Linked DNA regions of Sus scrofa: region 1 is linked to region 2. The links are chromatin contacts, called in public HiChIP or PLAC-seq maps. All regions are on one chromosome and are shown on one strand. The core of a region is the stretch at or near the end of the contact, and the rest is flanking DNA. Distances in the headings are between cores, read along the strand shown. Region 1 overlaps PRKCE (protein kinase C epsilon type). Region 2 has its middle 88 kb from the start of EPAS1.

Evidence for each region. HiChIP or PLAC-seq counts read pairs in DNA pulled down with a chosen protein or histone mark.
Region 1: an H3K27ac HiChIP or PLAC-seq map of alveolar macrophages shows a contact between it and region 2. The contact joins two enhancer-like sites. A contact is called at or near these places in 5 of 47 Hi-C or Micro-C datasets (alveolar macrophages, liver, mesenchymal stem cells and 2 more) and 2 of 2 datasets of contacts at active chromatin or transcription factors (alveolar macrophages and skeletal muscle).

The regions. Positions count from the first base shown.
Region 1 is chr3:94,454,280-94,456,979 of Sscrofa11.1, forward strand. All of the region lies in intron 11 of PRKCE (protein kinase C epsilon type), which reads right to left. Among named protein-coding and RNA genes, the nearest start is that of EPAS1, 200 kb to the left of the region's middle. Within about 2 kb of position 1,357, at least 23 of the 83 cell types and tissues checked have an H3K27ac peak or open chromatin away from gene starts, as enhancers often do. A contact at or near this core is called in alveolar macrophages, liver and retroperitoneal adipose tissue, where this site is marked.
Region 2 is chr3:94,339,875-94,342,705 of Sscrofa11.1, forward strand. No RefSeq gene overlaps it. Among named protein-coding and RNA genes, the nearest start is that of EPAS1, 88 kb to the left of the region's middle. Within about 2 kb of position 1,352, at least 31 of the 83 cell types and tissues checked have an H3K27ac peak or open chromatin away from gene starts, as enhancers often do. A contact at or near this core is called in alveolar macrophages, liver and retroperitoneal adipose tissue, where this site is marked.

The sequences.
Region 1 (2,700 bases), core at 107-2,606, 110 kb after region 2:
TGAGACCTGAGGTTCTGCATATCTAACAAGCTCCCAGGTGGTCCAGTGCTGCTAGTCTAGGGATTCCACTTCGAGCAGCTCAGGCTGGTAGTCTAAACTTGACCCGCTCTCACTATTTTCTACTTGAGCTGATTTCTTTTCACATGGCAACCCCTCCTTGCCCTTGGTCACTCCTAAAACGTCTTGGCGACTCTTCCCCAAGGCCCTCCTCTGCATGCATCAGACACTTCCTGTTCTCTTCCTCCTTGGTGATGCCTTTTCTAAGGAAGAGGGTATTTAGAAAACTCCCTCCTATGAATTCATGGCAGTAACTGAAGCACCCATGTGACGATTAATCATATCCTGTACATTATATCTTTATGCCATTGGCTTACACTGTGAAGGCAGAGAGGGTTATTTAACCCAGTGTTATTCTTCTACCCTACTTCTTCAATTGGACTGTCTCAGTCCTTAAGAGAATATCTTATTGATTGCATATAACAGTCAGTCAGTTAACAATGACTGAATAATTAGACTTATCGATAGATATAGATAATATGATCTTGGTTCTGCTTAGCTAATAACATTGTCTGATTTACCAAGATGGGTGAGTGCCATTACCACAGACAAGCTGATTCAACACTGTTTTATGTGCTTGGTTCTCTGAGCGGCCTGAGGTCTGCTTCTGAATCCCTTCCTGGACCTAACAGAGCCCGGGTGCTTAGCGATTAGATGGCTAATTACATGAATGGCTCACCCTAACCAACTACCTTCTCCTCATCCTAGATAGAAATCAGCTAAGGTTTATACACATTCATGACCCTATTTTTAAGAATTCCACAGGGGGAATCTAGCCATCAATGATATCGAGCACAGGCAAACCACCACAGTCTCACATGAATAAGAAAAATAAAAGATTTTTCAATGGCCTTCTGACTAATTCCTTACTTAGTGAAATAATCAGGGAGTTGGTAGGAAACCCTGCTCTCAACCACAGTATTATGTAAAAAATGTGCATTCTCTTGCAATACTGCCTTCTAAACAATCCAATGCCAGGAAACTCTAAACAAATGCCTGGAAAGGGGGCATATTTCCAGATTCACATGACTTTTACTGTTCCTCTGTGTTGCGTCAGATTCTCGGTTTGCCAAGTAGGAGGAGAGCTAAGAAACTATTAAGAAGTGAACTTGCTCCCTGAGGCTGGGCAATCCAGGGACTCTGGGCTCCCAGGCTCTGCTCAACTAACTGGAAGTTTGGTGCACTCACTTTATGAAAGCCAGTCAGTCTCTGGCGGGTACTTTTTTTTAGCATCTCCTAGATGTGTGCCTCCACCACGTAAGCTGCTCATTCTCCATCCTTCTCCCGGAACTCCGAGACGTGTCTACCTTGGCAATTCTATGTGAGGCTGCATTTGGAACCGTGTGGGCTGAGCCTAAATCTGAGTATCTGAACATGTGGAAGTGCAGGGCTTGAAGAGAGCACACAGCTCGCTGCCTTGGGCTGAGAGATACCCTCTCACCTCTGCCTCCTAGGCATGGCTGAAACTGCTTCTCAGGGCTCTAAGCCACAGCTTTAGTACCATTATTTTCTCATGAAACCACTGCTGGAGCCAAATAGTGGGATGGACAAGGGCTCACTATCTAGGACACTCATCCGTCTGGCATTTGTTCAAATATGAGATTGTGATACCTTCAATAGGAGCAAACCGGAAATGGATCTTCATAAAGAAGCACATTGCTTAGCCAATTAAAAGTCAAACACACAGACATTTGTAATTGAAAACACACATCTTTAAGCACATCGACAGCACCCATCTATGTGGCAAATGTGCTAATCGAAATTACCCTTATCTTTTTTTTTTCCATCACAGAAGGTCCTGCGGAAACTCTACCTGGCAGGGATCTGTGAGCAGTTCTAACTCCTGTCATCCCTTTGAACACATTCCATAAAATTCAGATTTACCACCAATTCTACTTGCCCAAATTAGTTCTCCTTTGCTGTGTATCTGTCTGGATAAGATGAAACTCTGGCAAAGTCGTTAAAACAGAAGCACTTACAAAGAGCTCCCCACCAACCCAAAGGCAGACTTCACAGAGCTAACTCCTTCCTTTCCCTCTGTGAAGCCCTCCACCAAGTTCCCACGTACTTACAACCCAGGGTCAGCCAGTGACAACAGTTGCCTGTAGCTTAATAGCACAGCGAGAAACTTCTGCCCTGCTCTGATCATCCAAATGGAAAATTTATGAGATACAGACAGATCAGTTCACAGACTATGCCCTGAGCACTAGAAATAACTTATTTGCACAATTCATTTGAACAAAATGTACTGAGTAACATAAAGTGGTACAATGAATAGAAGCCTAAGATTTCCAGTTGGAGATGGTTCCCTGCCTCTTTCCCAGAGACCAGAAAATCAAGATGCAACCTATGGCCTTGGCCAATTCAACCTCTCCTTATCTATTTCCATTCATAAATTTGGGGGGAAAGAAAGGAAGGGCAGGAAAGCCAGATCTAAATAAAGGCAGGTGACTCTTATTACTGCAACGTTTCCTTTGGGGTGACTTCAGCCTGGCCGGCTCTCAGATGGGTGTGCTGGCGCGACAGAGGGGAAACAACGAAACACGGGAAAGGAAGTTCAGCAGTGCCTCCCCTTCGCCCAATCTTGTACTGGGCTATATCTTCTCCCCGCAGACCCCTGAAGCCCCTTACCACCTCCATGTG
Region 2 (2,831 bases), core at 102-2,601:
CGAGGCTGGGCTCTGGCTGCTGAGTTCCTTGCTAGCTTCATTCCCTTCTGCAGCTTCAGAGGTGGTGGGAAAGACAGACAAGGAGCAGAACTGCTGAGTCACTGTGCCCTGCAATCCTGGGACACTGCCCTGGCCAGAACCTCCCTGACCCCTAGAGAAGTCTGCCCTGAGGCTGCAGGGGAGGAAACATTCTTCCTTTTACCTGTCCAGGTTCTGTGACTCGCCTAAGAACTACATTGACGTAAGACAGATGAACAGGAGAGAGAAACCACCACTTTAATTATGCAGGTACCTGCACACGGGAGCCCCACGAAAACATGAGACTCAAAAGGCACAGAGGATCGAGGCTTATGTACATCGCCCTGGACAAAGGAAAGGGACAGGGGCCTGGGGCTTCTGGGGGGAGCAGACAACCCAGAAGGTGACAGGGGGAAAGGCAAGGAAGTTGCCCTGCTCTTCAGTCTCAGGCAGAAAACGTTATCTCTGGTAGGGGCTTTCTTCAGAGGACTGAGAGGAGACACCCTTACAGAGAAAGGTGATTTCCTTTGCAAAAGTAAATTTCCCTACAGAGACTAACTTCAACTCTCTTTTAGGAGCTTCTCAAAATCATCAGCTCAAAATGATCCTTGTGCCCATGAGACAAATTGCAGGGAGGCCCATTGCCCACCCCCTACCCAGGCTTCTTTCCCTCCCACTGCCCCTGCTCGGAACAGCTTCTACAAAATCACCTGGGGTTTGGAAGGGTGGGTTTATCTTGATGGAAAGAGGTGCTGATGCCCCAGCCCAACTCCTGGGCACCTTTACCTCCAGCTAAGTACCTGGGCTGCCCTGACAGAATATGTTCTCCCTCTCTCAGAGGGGGCCGGGGACCACAGTGCCTCTCCGGGCAAAATAAAAAAGCCGATTAAAGAATTATGACATTTAAAAAAAAAAAAAAAAACCTAACTAAAAAAGTCCAAGAACAACAGGAAGCTAATCAGGAAGTTCCCATAGAAGATGAAAATATGTGAGAGTCATGCTGAGAGCAGAGGCCAAGGGCATTTCAGGGGTCCACAGCCGTGGCGGTGGTGGGCATGCCACCCAACCCCCTACCCCCCTCCTCCTTCTGCAGGGTGCCTCGGGGGCCTGCTGGCCAGGCCCTGCCCAGTCCCAGGGGCCCCAGGCACACCTGCGCTTAAACAGGCACACAGACACTGGTGTACATGCACACATGATAATGTTACACATGCTCGCCCGCATCAGCCCGCACACGCACACGCACATGCACACACGCACATGGGCTCAGGCCAGCTGATTCTTGTGTGGGGGACCTATTTATGCACACCGAGGCAGAAAAGGGCAAACACTCAGAGACGCCCTGTGTGCAGAACTGGGAAGAAAGTGAAAGTTAGACTCAGGCCCTTCCTCTCAGGGACTCGCTGGATTTAACCACCCCTTTCCCAAGCGTCCAGGCCTCCGATGGTGTTTGGCAGAGAGACCTCTCCCAGCGTGTCCTCCACCCCCACCCTCCCACCAAGCGACCGTCCTCAGGCTGTATCCTAGCTCTGCCTTTCCAGACCTGTAGTTCTCAAACTTGCTGGTCTCAAGTCTTTTGTTACACTCAAAAATTATGAAGACCTCCGAGAACTCTTATTCTTACTTTAATATTTTTTGGAATTAAAAAAATTATAGTTGATTTACGAGGTGGAGCCAACAAGAGGTTTTTCTGTTTGTTTGCTTTAATGTTGGTTATATCTATCCCCAGAGTGGCATTGTTTTCTCTTTCTACAAATCTATTTATTTAGCTGATGGCCGCACTCATGGCATATGGAAGTTCCTGGGCCAGGGACTGGATCCAAACCTCAGTTGTGACCTCTGCCTCAGCTGTGGTAATGCCGGATCCTTTAACCCACTTTACTGGGCCGGAAATGGAACCACTGCCTCTGCAATCTGAGCTGCTGTGGTCAGACTCTTAACACACTGTGCCACAGTGGGAACTCCTATTTCTACAAATCTCTTTACTGTGAGCTTAATACAGGGCAACTGGGTCTTAAATATACTTCTTATGAAAGCTCTTATATTGTGTTTGGTTGAAGCATAGAAAGAAATCAAGTGTCCCAGAGATGTACAGTTGGAAAAGAGAGACCCTTGTGTATAGAGCAGCCTCTAGAGTGTCTCCAGGGATCTTCACCTCCTGATCCTCATGTCCTGTGTAATCCCCTGGGGTGTGGGCTGGACCTGGTGATTCACTTCCAAGGAAGTGAGTGGTGAAGTGGCATGGCTGTAGTGATGGGAAGTCACCCTGAAGATGACGTAAGAGAAAGACTGTGGCTTTGATCTCGAGGGTGCCCTCTCGCTCCCTTGCTCTGAGGGAAGTCAGTGCCATGTTCTGAGCTTCACAAGGGAAAGACCCACCTGGTGAAGGACAGAGGGAGGCCTTTGGCCAAAATCCAGTAAGGAACCGAGGCCCTGAGAGAGGAACTGAATCCTGTCAGCAACCACGGCCCTGAGTTTAGAAGTGGATCCTTCCCTAGGTGAGTCATCGGATGAGACTGCAGCCCAGCCGACACCTTGGCCATAGCCGGTGAGAGACCCTGAGAAGAGGCATCCAGCTAAGTCATGCCCAGATTCCTGACTTACTGTGAGATCCTAAGAAGTGATAAATATTTGGGGTTTTTTTGGTTTTTCTTGTTTTTTTTTTGTTTTTGTTTAAGGGCCGCACCTTTGGCACATGGAAGTTCCCAGGCTAGGGGTCGAATTGGAGCTGCAGCTGCCGGCCTACACCACATCCACAGCAACGCCAGATCTGAACCATGTCTGCAAACTACACTGCAGCTTATGGCAATGCCGGA